Linked DNA regions of Pan troglodytes: all the other regions are linked to region 2. Evidence: chromatin contacts called from public Hi-C data. All regions are on one chromosome and are shown on one strand. Each heading gives the region's core, a stretch centred on a gene start, on an enhancer-like site or on the middle of the called end of the contact. The rest is flanking DNA. Distances are from core to core; before and after follow the strand shown.

Region 1 (3,085 bases), core at 148-2,647, 540 kb after region 2:
ATGTGATGAGAAAGAAGTGAAACAAACTGGGTTTGGATCGTGACAGTCCCCCTACTCCCTTACGCTTTCTCTGGCTACGCAGGCACAGAGTCACATCTTCCTGGGAAACCTCAAGCCTGTATTATTGGAATCTTAAACCTGAAAGGGATATGAAAGGTCACTAATACTTAGTCTTTGTGACAGATTCCATACTGTTACTCAACTCTGTACTTTGTGTTCTGTGTCTATACTTTGACTCTTTAAATACATTATCAAAAATTTCATGGGAGGAACCTTCCCTTAATTGTAACTAATTAGGAACAGGCACAGTGACTTAATCAACAACAGTTGTTAAAGCATTTCTACATGCCAAGAGCTCCCTACATATTATATTTAATCCTCAAAATAATTCTGAGGCACATATTATAATTATTTCCATTTTATAAATGGGTAAACTAAGTCAGGAGAGCTTAGGTAATCTGCCCAAGATCACAGAGCTCATAAATGGAAGAATCAGGATTTGAAACCAGGTTGTCTCATCCTGGAGTTTGTGTTTTTAAACTTCAATACTCTACCTGCTTCCCTGGTAAATACTTAAGAAGGTGTTGTTGAATGAATAAGTGGATGTCGTAATTATTTTTTAATTGAATACTTGCTAATTGAAATACTCTTAGTACATTATTTAATTCTTCAACAACTAAGTGATTTCCTTTATCAAGTCACCAGTGGGCTCCATATTCAAAGAACATGAAGAGCCTACCAGTATTTCTCAGAGGTCTGTGAAAGAGAAACTGCTTCATTAGCTGGCAAAGCACCAACTCTGTCCAGACCACCGGGTTCTTTTCTCTAATAAACATGAAAGCTCCCTGAGTGTTGAAGTTTCTCTCTTTCAGGGTGTTAGGCGATCTGATATTACTCTACATCTCAGAAGCATCTCAATCTTAAAAGCAAGAAAGCAAGCAAGATCAAGAGAGGGCTTGGGAATGTACGTCACTGACAGTTGGTGGTAGTGAAGGATCAGACAACTCTCAAATTCAGAGAATAGCCTGGGTGGGGTCCTCATCTCTGGCCATCACCCAGAAACCACTGGGAGCCAGGAAACTCTGAGGGAAGGACACAGCTAAGATTTCTATTTGAACCCTAAAATAGGAGGGATGAGGGTGAAACGATTGCCCACTGCTATTTCAGAGCCAAATGCAGGCACTTGGGAATTTAAACCCGTTATTACTTATCCTTGGCTAGGAAACAGGATGAGCAAAAAAATGAAGGTGCTGACAGCTCTGTTTTCAGACAAGTACCAGAGCAAAATCAAAGTCAGGACAAGCATCAAAAGAATGCAAGCAATGTGACATTCCTGCATTATTTAGGGATGTGAAGAGAAGGGGAGCTGTTCTCCTGAGGAAGGAAAAGCCCTCTCTCTCCTAACATTGGCCAAGAGGAGATGCCTCGCCATGCAATTCCCCTTCTGCAGAGCAGCTGTGCAGGAAAAGCGCCCTCCTTTCCCATGATTCTCATGTGTTTTGACTGATGCTTGTGGAATAGTTTAAACTCAGGCTTTCAAAGGTTGGCCAAACAAATCTTGGACAGAAATGTCAAACTTCAACAAACTATCATGTCCAATGTCTCAATTTCAGCTCAGTGTTTAGACTGGAAGGAAAGCAGATGAATAAAACAAACAATTTTGTATTTACATACATACATATTTGATCACCACGAAAATGACCCACTGCCAGATCACCAAAGGATATAGGTCACAACAGAAGCATGTGGAAGGTACAACTGCAAAGCAATGAGACTTTAATAAGTATGCCATAGTTTATCGTATGAATGAAAAATGTTGTCCTTGAGAATCACCATGGAAATAAGTCACTTATTCTAACAATAGTGCCATTAGTAAAAACATAGGAAGAGTTTGTGAAACATACATAAAAAAGTATTGTTTTACAACGATGAAAATCTCAAACTCCACTCTGTCACCAACTAGCTGTGTGACCTTAGAAAATGTACTTAACCATAATCTTTCATATTTTCACTGATCAAATGTGAACATTAATTCCTTTGATGCCTGAATAAAATACAGGTGTATGTAAATTTTTGACATCTAGAAAGTACTCACAAATTGTGGCTATAATAATTATCATCATTAATGATGATAATAAGGAACAGGAATCAGCCATTTAAAAGCTATGGAAACTTGAGCAAGTGCCTCAACCTCTCTGATTCTCAGGTTACTCATTTGAAAAGAAGGTAGAGGCTGAGCATGGTGGCTCCCGCCTGTAATCCCAGCACTTTGGGAGGCCGAGGCAGGCCTCCTACTTGATGTCAGGAGTTTGAGACCAGCCTGGCCAACATGGCAAAACCCTGTTTCTACTAAAAATACAACTGGGTGTGCGTGCTACTTAGGAGGCTGAGGCAGGAGAATCACTTGAACCCAGGAGGCGGAGGTTGCAGTGAGCTGAGATTGTGCCACTATACTCCAGCCTGGGCAACAGAGCAAGACTCTGTCTCAAAAAAAAAAAAAAAAAAGGCGGACGGTGGGTGGGGGGAGAAGGCTTATAAAAAGAAGGTATAATAACATTTCATAAGGTTAATAGAGAGATACATGTGAACATATGAAAAGCATCTAACATAGTCTCAGCTACATATTTGATGCTTAATACAAATTCTCCTTTTTAGTGACACTTTATAGAGCATAATATAGTATTTACTCTGCAAATTAAAGAAAGGCCAGGATAAAGTATCAAATCCAGTTTTCTCCAGAAACTATCTTGCTGTTTAAAACCTTATTCTAATCTATTTAAAACTAAAAGTAAAAATTAAATCCTAGTACAGATTAAATTTGTAATTGGAAACACAACAGATAATACAAACTTCTTGCGTGTTACATTTATAATGCAAGCTAAATAAAATACCTATGAGTAGTAAGATATGAGAACATGGAAACTCTTAAAGATGATAATCATGACAGTTTATAAGACCTTATATTCAAGTTATTACATAAATGTATTCCTCTTATTTCAGCAAGGAGGCTATAAAAGATGCAAACAACTACCCAAAAAAATCCAGGCTTTCACTTAGAGCGTAGGATGATCAGGAGTGCTAGAAA
Region 2 (3,117 bases), core at 299-2,798:
TCAGCCCTGTTCTGCCATCAGATGGTTCTTGGTTCCTTCTACCCCTCTCCTCCTCCCCCTCCTTCGGTCTCTCGTCACCCCACTTTATCCTCCAGCAACCCCTCCTGCGTTGATTTTCTTAATTTCAAATACAAATATCTGAACACCAGAGACTGAAGTTCCTGACAGTGACCTATTGAACAGAGGCATCGCATACTCCGTACATCCCAGTCTTCTTGGAATTGCGTTTTACGTTTGAAAGTGCGATTTTGGTTTGGAGGTCGGGAGTAGAAAATTTGTATCCGTTCTTTTCTTTGGCTGTTTCCTACTTGCCTTTCAATACCCATACTTATTCCGCCCTCGGAGACTGGCCGTTCCCGGCAGAGCAGAAGCGCACGAGGGTTGAGTAACTGCAGGTGAGAGCTAATTTTTCAGCGCATCCACCAGATACCGCAGGTTTGTGGATTTTCCCCCTAGTTGGCCAGAAAACTCACACCCAAACATGCAAGTCCTCTATGGCCTCTCCGTACTCTTACCTTGGCCCTCTTTATTTCCATATCTCCCTCCTCCCCATGCAGGTCTCTAAAGGGAATCTGTCTCCTGCGGTTCTTTCCCGCAGGCGCCTGCTGAAAAGGCAATTTCCTTGGGGGTGTGCCTGGGGAGAGAGGAAAACAGAAACCAGGATTGTTTGGGGGCCTGAAACCATCCAAATTTTATTGCATCCGCTACAAAGTCAACTAACTCTTAATGAGCATCCAAGCGGAAAAAGGCCAAAGTTTACTCCGTGTTAAGGCGGGGAATGGGGGTGGGGGTGATGGGAGTTTGCTTATTTCCTTCTGGTACAACCAAAGGTTGCAACACCTTCCTGAGAGGCTCCTCCCAACGCCAAGAGTACGGACGCGAAAGTCAGAAGTCATCGGGTTTCAGCTCCCTGAATGATCCAAGATCACTCCGCCACGAAGACCTTCGAAGTTGGCCCTGTCTACAGCTTGTAATTAAAAGGATAATGTGTCTTGTAATAAAAAACAGGACCCACACAAACAAACCCAGCGTCCAACGGCCCTCCACCTCGCCACACTCTTCCCTATTAAGGGCCAGTGACAAACATTGCCATCCAGTTTCACCCAAAAGGAGGAAGCGGTAGATCTTCCTTTTAATAACTTCCCAAAGTGTTACAAATAATAAAAAGGACGCATAAATCATCGCGGGGGCGGCAGAACGCGGACGACAGATGGATTTACTCCTCTCTAGCCCTGGCTTCCAACCGCGCTCTCATTGGCTACTTCCTTGTGGCCCGCCCCCGAATCCGCTCTCTTATTGGTCCGTCTGGACCCAGTCGCAGAGACAGGGCGTAGGATCGGTGGGGGCCGGAGTCCACCAGCGCGCATGCGCCCTATGGCGCGCATGTATGATTGACAGCAGGGAGAGGTGTTTGTGTGTGTGTGTGTGTGTGTGTGTGTCTGTGTGTCTCAGGGTTGAGGCAGCGAAGGTGGTGGTGGCGGGGCGACGGTGAAAGTGGTGGCTGTGAGTGCTGGAGCTGAGGCCGCTTTTGCCGGCCGCGGTGAGGTGTAGTCCTCTTTGCCGGCGTTTTCCGCTGAGTCAGAAGCGCTGGTGGTCACAGACTGCGCTCTCACCCACACTGAAGTCGATCTGGAAGGAATTTACTGAGGGGGCTCTCCAGCAGCTGGCTAACCGGGGAGGAAGTAGAACTAGAAGATATGCTTTACTCTTCCTGAAGAAGATACTTAAGCCCCTCAAGAAGAGATTTAATTTGAGCGCTGTGTTGATTTGTGCATTCCTTGTAAAGCACACACTAAATTAGCTTCACATCCCAGCCGTACCTTCATCTGCAGCACACATCTCTCCCCCACCTCCTCTCAGCACTCACTTAGCCCTGTTCAGTTCCCCTGTAGGCACAGGTACACATATATCAGCCTCTTGTAATCATGAAGACGAGGGACGAACTTACAAAGACACCCGGCACACTGTGACAATCCTTAACTGGGAGAAAAAAAAAGAGAGAGAGAGAAAGCAAACAAAGGTAGGATAAGAGCAAGAAAAAAAGAAAAGGAAAGAAAACTAGAAAGATGCAGCAACCAGTAAAACGATGGTGGCAAAGATAAAATGCCGATGGAAAAAATCCGTTAAATGCAAAGTTTGAAAAAAACTTCCTAACTCGGTTAATGCTGTGGAAATAATTCCAGTTCATCTCGGTGCTAGTGAACGCCTGGTACAAAATTCTTCAGAGGCGAGGGCTGGCTTAGTGCAGAGGAGAAACGTCGCTCCGTTGCCCTGTTGCATCCAAATTCTCCTTTCAGACAAGTTTCCGCGGCGTGATGGAGGTGGGCAGAAGGCTGGAGAGTGCTTTCCTATTATAAGCTGTTAACTTTTGGTTTGTACTCACATATATTTTAAGGAAATAATAAACATCTTATAGTTCTGCACATATTCTAAATTACAGTGGTTCTAGAAGAATTTTGTAACTGACAAATTAGAGCTTCGGTTTTACGAATTCTGAATTTTAAAACCGGTAATGACTTCTCAGTCCCTGAGATCCTCTTCTTTGTTTTTTTATTTTGGGGTGTGTGGATACGTGTAAGATGAGAAATGTACAAACACAAGTATTGCAGAAACTCCAAGTAATATTCTGTCTGTGAGTTCACGGTAAATAAATAAAAAGGGCAAAGTGACAGAAATACAGGATTATTAAAAGCAAAATAATGTTCTTTGAAATCCCCCCCTTGGTGTATTTTTTATCTTAGGATGCAGCACTTTCAGCATGCCCAAGTATTGAAAGCAGTGTTTTTACGCTACCACGGTAATTTTATTTAGAAGCCCCATGTTCACTTTTAGTTTTAAAATGGTCATTTATGACATAAAATTATCAGCATTCATATTTTTGTGTTTTAATATTCCTTTGGCTACTTATTGAAACAGCAAACATTACGAAAATTAGTAAACAAATCTTTGATAGTTGCTTATTTTTGTTTAATTGAATGTTTATTTTATTAGGTAAATATACAATCAAATTTATTTAAAAATAATGAGGAAAAGAATACTTTTCTTTCGCTTTGCGAAAGCAAAGTGACTTTTCATTCTTCTCCGTCCGATTCCTTCTCTTCCAGCTGCCACAGCCGA
Region 3 (3,218 bases), core at 677-3,176, 590 kb after region 2:
AAGTCTTGGCCCTACACTAGTTGCAAAACAGAGTTTTGTCAGCCCCTTCGGTATTTATCAGACCTTCCCTGCTAACACCAATTAAATGAGAGAGGGGATCTCAAAGTTTGGGTCAAAGCCTTTGATTTTCAGATAAGAGATCACATCAACTTTCAGAGAAAATCTCAGATGTCTCTAATATTTCTTTACTATAAAACCTCCTCCAAGGTTTCGATTCCAGAAACGTTTGAATCGCATTTCTGCAAGGTACAAATTAATAGCCCTTACAAAGACTGTCAGAGATTTCATTTTAAAACACTATTAAACCTAGAAGGTAGTAGCCAAATTGGAGAGGATGTTTGATCCTCTCCCAATTTTCCGCTGCTGCAAAGCAGAGACTGATAGTAAATCATTCTTTGCAGTCACTTCTCCTGTTTTTTAAGAAGAAGAAATCATTTTAGAAGTTTTTCTCTTTTTTTCCTTGCAAGAGCTTCATAACGTCGGCACACAGCTTGTGAAACAGAGGGAGAGAACAGAAACCACATCCGGAAGTAATCATCTCCGCAGCACTGTAATGGATTATATGTATTAAAGGGGCCGTGGACTAAATTAGCGTGAAGGTATTTCATAAAAAGTTATGTAAATCTTAAGTGGAGGTAATGCTCTTCTCCTTAAACTTAGGAATGAGGAAACGGTAGGCCCCAAGACCTTGCTACAAAACAGTAGCTTTGCTACTTCTTGTGCCACCAGATTAAACAGACAACTGGAATGACACCACTACCTCATATACTCACATAAACTAAGTTTTATTGTTAACCTGGACACACTGAAAATCATGAGACTGATGGAGCCAAACTTCCCACAATTGTCCAGTCAATTTGCTATCCTTCTATTTTTTAATTTTTTGGGGGGGAATAGGGAATAGCAAAATTGCCTTTTTCTCAGCACTTACTCAGTCTGTAGATAATAGAAAGTTCTTATTCCTTTTAAACTTGCAAATGAGATTCTTTATCTCAGAGGCCCAATCACCATTCTAAAGAGAATATTTTTATTTTCAAGAGATTCTGTTTTTAATTGGCTACTTAGAAAGTCTATCTTAGAAAACATACATACTTGCTGGAGTTAACTTGTTCTATATTGTTCAAAAAAGAAAAAATCTACCAAAAGGAAAACAAAATGGACATTGAAATGCTGTTTTCAGGGATAATAATACTTAACAACTTGGGGGGTTGGAGGAAATCGGTCCCCTTTAATATCTCAGTTGGCACTTCGCCCTGTTAGCCCTATGCTAGTCGCATTGTGCTCAGAGGCAATCAGACACTTGCAACGATTGCTTTTACAGCACCACAGAACTACCTGCAGTAGTTTGGTTGTTTTCAACCATTCTCCAAATAAAAATATCCCTTTAATGCAAAGGCTCAGAGTTTATGAGTTTTTTTTTTTTTTTTAAGAAACTAACGTAGACGTTCCCATGCATTTTTATCACCTTAGGCTAAAAATATAACAAGCAAAGACTGAGAAGGAGCTGGAAGAAATTAAGAAGAATGCTTTCCAACGTTTGGAAATTCCTTGAACGATGCACATATAATGTATATGCAATAACTCTTCAGTAAAGGAAAAGACATAAAGAAATGAGAGACTGCATAAAAGCCTGGGCAATTCTATATTTTAAATAATAAGGTGAAACGGCAAAATGTTTTGTTCTACGTGGTATCTGTTCAACTGTAATTCTATACTCCACATGATGTGAAAATCTAAGTTTGAGCAAAGTTGGCCTTCTTTTTTTCTTTAATCCACACTGACATTGTGCCCAGAGATGGGGCTCCAGCTGTTGAGGGACTAGAAGAACCTCAGGGAGTGAGTGATCGGCTCAATACCGAATCCTCCGTGTGCCGAGAGGATCACTTTGACCCGGAAGCCATTGCAAATTGTTGCTTTTTCTTGTAAGTAGAGTCTGCCCCCACGTGGTGAAAGTGAGAGGCTGCTTTTACACACCAGGACACCTTCCTCTCGCTTCTAGGGCAGCAATTTTTGTAGCGACTGGCGCCCTTTTACCACCATTCTATCTTTGAACTGCTCTTCTTTCTTCCCTCCCCTCTGTCCTACTTCCCCCTTTTCCTCTTCTCCTTCCTTTCGTCTTCTTTCTGTTTCATCCCCTCTACTTCTTCCTTCCCCTTCGCTTTCCTGAGCCCTCCACTGTGTTATTCAGTGGCCCAGACCCCGTGTCTGGGGGAGGATCTGGACTCTGATTTGAGGAATTCAGGAAAGACAATTTCAATAAATAATTAGAGAATAATCACTTTAAGGGATAACAACATGACATCGTAGATCCTGAACCAGAGATTGAGATACCTGGCTTTCACACGCTGTGGCTCTGTCCCAGAAATAGGATACGGATATGACATGTTTATATGCAAAGTAAGAAATCTAGGCGTAAGCATAGCTTCATAGAGAACCAGGAGGCAGAAAGACAAAATGGGTTCATCTGCCCTCTTTTTTAAAAAAGCAGTAAAGACACCTAATGCTGATCCCACCAGCTCCCGCTGAGCCACTCCAAATACATGCAATCTAAGCAATCGAAAACCAATGCTCATGTGGCAATACAGCCTCAAGATAAAGCTCCTTGTTTCCCTCGTGGTCCTATTACAGGCAGCCCGTCATCCCTAGGGCCATCCTGAGCAACCAGTCCACCCTGGACATCATTTTCATCATGTCACATCCCTACCCAGAAATCTTCAAAGGTATGTTGCCTTCAAAGTCCAAATACCTCGTGCATTATTCAGGATCTCTCTCTCTCTCTCTCTCTCGCAAACACACACACACACAAACACACACACACACACACACCATAGTCTCAACCTACTCAAGTTCTCTACTTCAACCACATTTCTCTCCTGGGCATCCCCTAATGTCCATCTTTTTCTTGCCTCTGTACTTTTACATTTGCTGATTCCCAGCCCAGAATAGTCTTACTGAAAGGCCACAGCCTTTTGTGGTGCTTCTGTCAGTCTGGAAGTCCTTTTTTTTTCAACGCTGAAACTGCATTAGTACACAAAGCAAGACATGTCACCCAGGGAGGTGGAAGTTGAGGGCGCTTTCATACCCATATGAAAGCCTCATATCAAGATATAATACATATATTTTAATACAACTGTAATTTACAGAGCTATTAATCTTCCAAGGCAGGAGGTGGGGTGAGGGTAGGGAGGGCAAAGTGTTCATAAACTACCAAGGAAGAG

Evidence for each region. A called contact is a pair of places that touch in the nucleus more often than the background predicts.
Region 1: a contact with region 2 is called in a Hi-C map of stem cell-derived neural progenitor cells, with 2.9 times the contacts expected there. The contact joins two enhancer-like sites. A contact is called at or near these places in 1 of 7 Hi-C or Micro-C datasets (stem cell-derived neural progenitor cells) and 1 of 1 other capture datasets (stem cell-derived neural stem cells).
Region 3: a contact with region 2 is called in a Hi-C map of stem cell-derived neural progenitor cells, with 3 times the contacts expected there. The contact joins two enhancer-like sites. A contact is called at or near these places in 3 of 7 Hi-C or Micro-C datasets (blood, induced pluripotent stem cells and stem cell-derived neural progenitor cells), 1 of 1 datasets of contacts at active chromatin or transcription factors (stem cell-derived excitatory neurons) and 1 of 1 other capture datasets (stem cell-derived neural stem cells).

What each region holds. Positions count from the first base shown.
Region 1 is chr6:31,115,228-31,118,312 of NHGRI_mPanTro3-v2.0_pri, reverse strand. No RefSeq gene overlaps it. Among named protein-coding and RNA genes, the nearest start is that of NPVF, 74 kb to the right of the region's middle. Within about 2 kb of position 1,397, at least 4 of the 24 cell types and tissues checked have an H3K27ac peak or open chromatin away from gene starts, as enhancers often do. A contact at or near this core is called in stem cell-derived neural progenitor cells and stem cell-derived neural stem cells, where this site is marked.
Region 2 is chr6:31,657,867-31,660,983 of NHGRI_mPanTro3-v2.0_pri, reverse strand. No RefSeq gene overlaps it. Among named protein-coding and RNA genes, the nearest start is that of MIR148A, 95 kb to the left of the region's middle. Within about 2 kb of position 1,548, at least 14 of the 24 cell types and tissues checked have an H3K27ac peak or open chromatin away from gene starts, as enhancers often do. A contact at or near this core is called in stem cell-derived neural progenitor cells and stem cell-derived neural stem cells, where this site is marked.
Region 3 is chr6:31,073,104-31,076,321 of NHGRI_mPanTro3-v2.0_pri, reverse strand. No RefSeq gene overlaps it. Among named protein-coding and RNA genes, the nearest start is that of NPVF, 32 kb to the right of the region's middle. Within about 2 kb of position 1,926, at least 9 of the 24 cell types and tissues checked have an H3K27ac peak or open chromatin away from gene starts, as enhancers often do. A contact at or near this core is called in stem cell-derived neural progenitor cells, where this site is marked.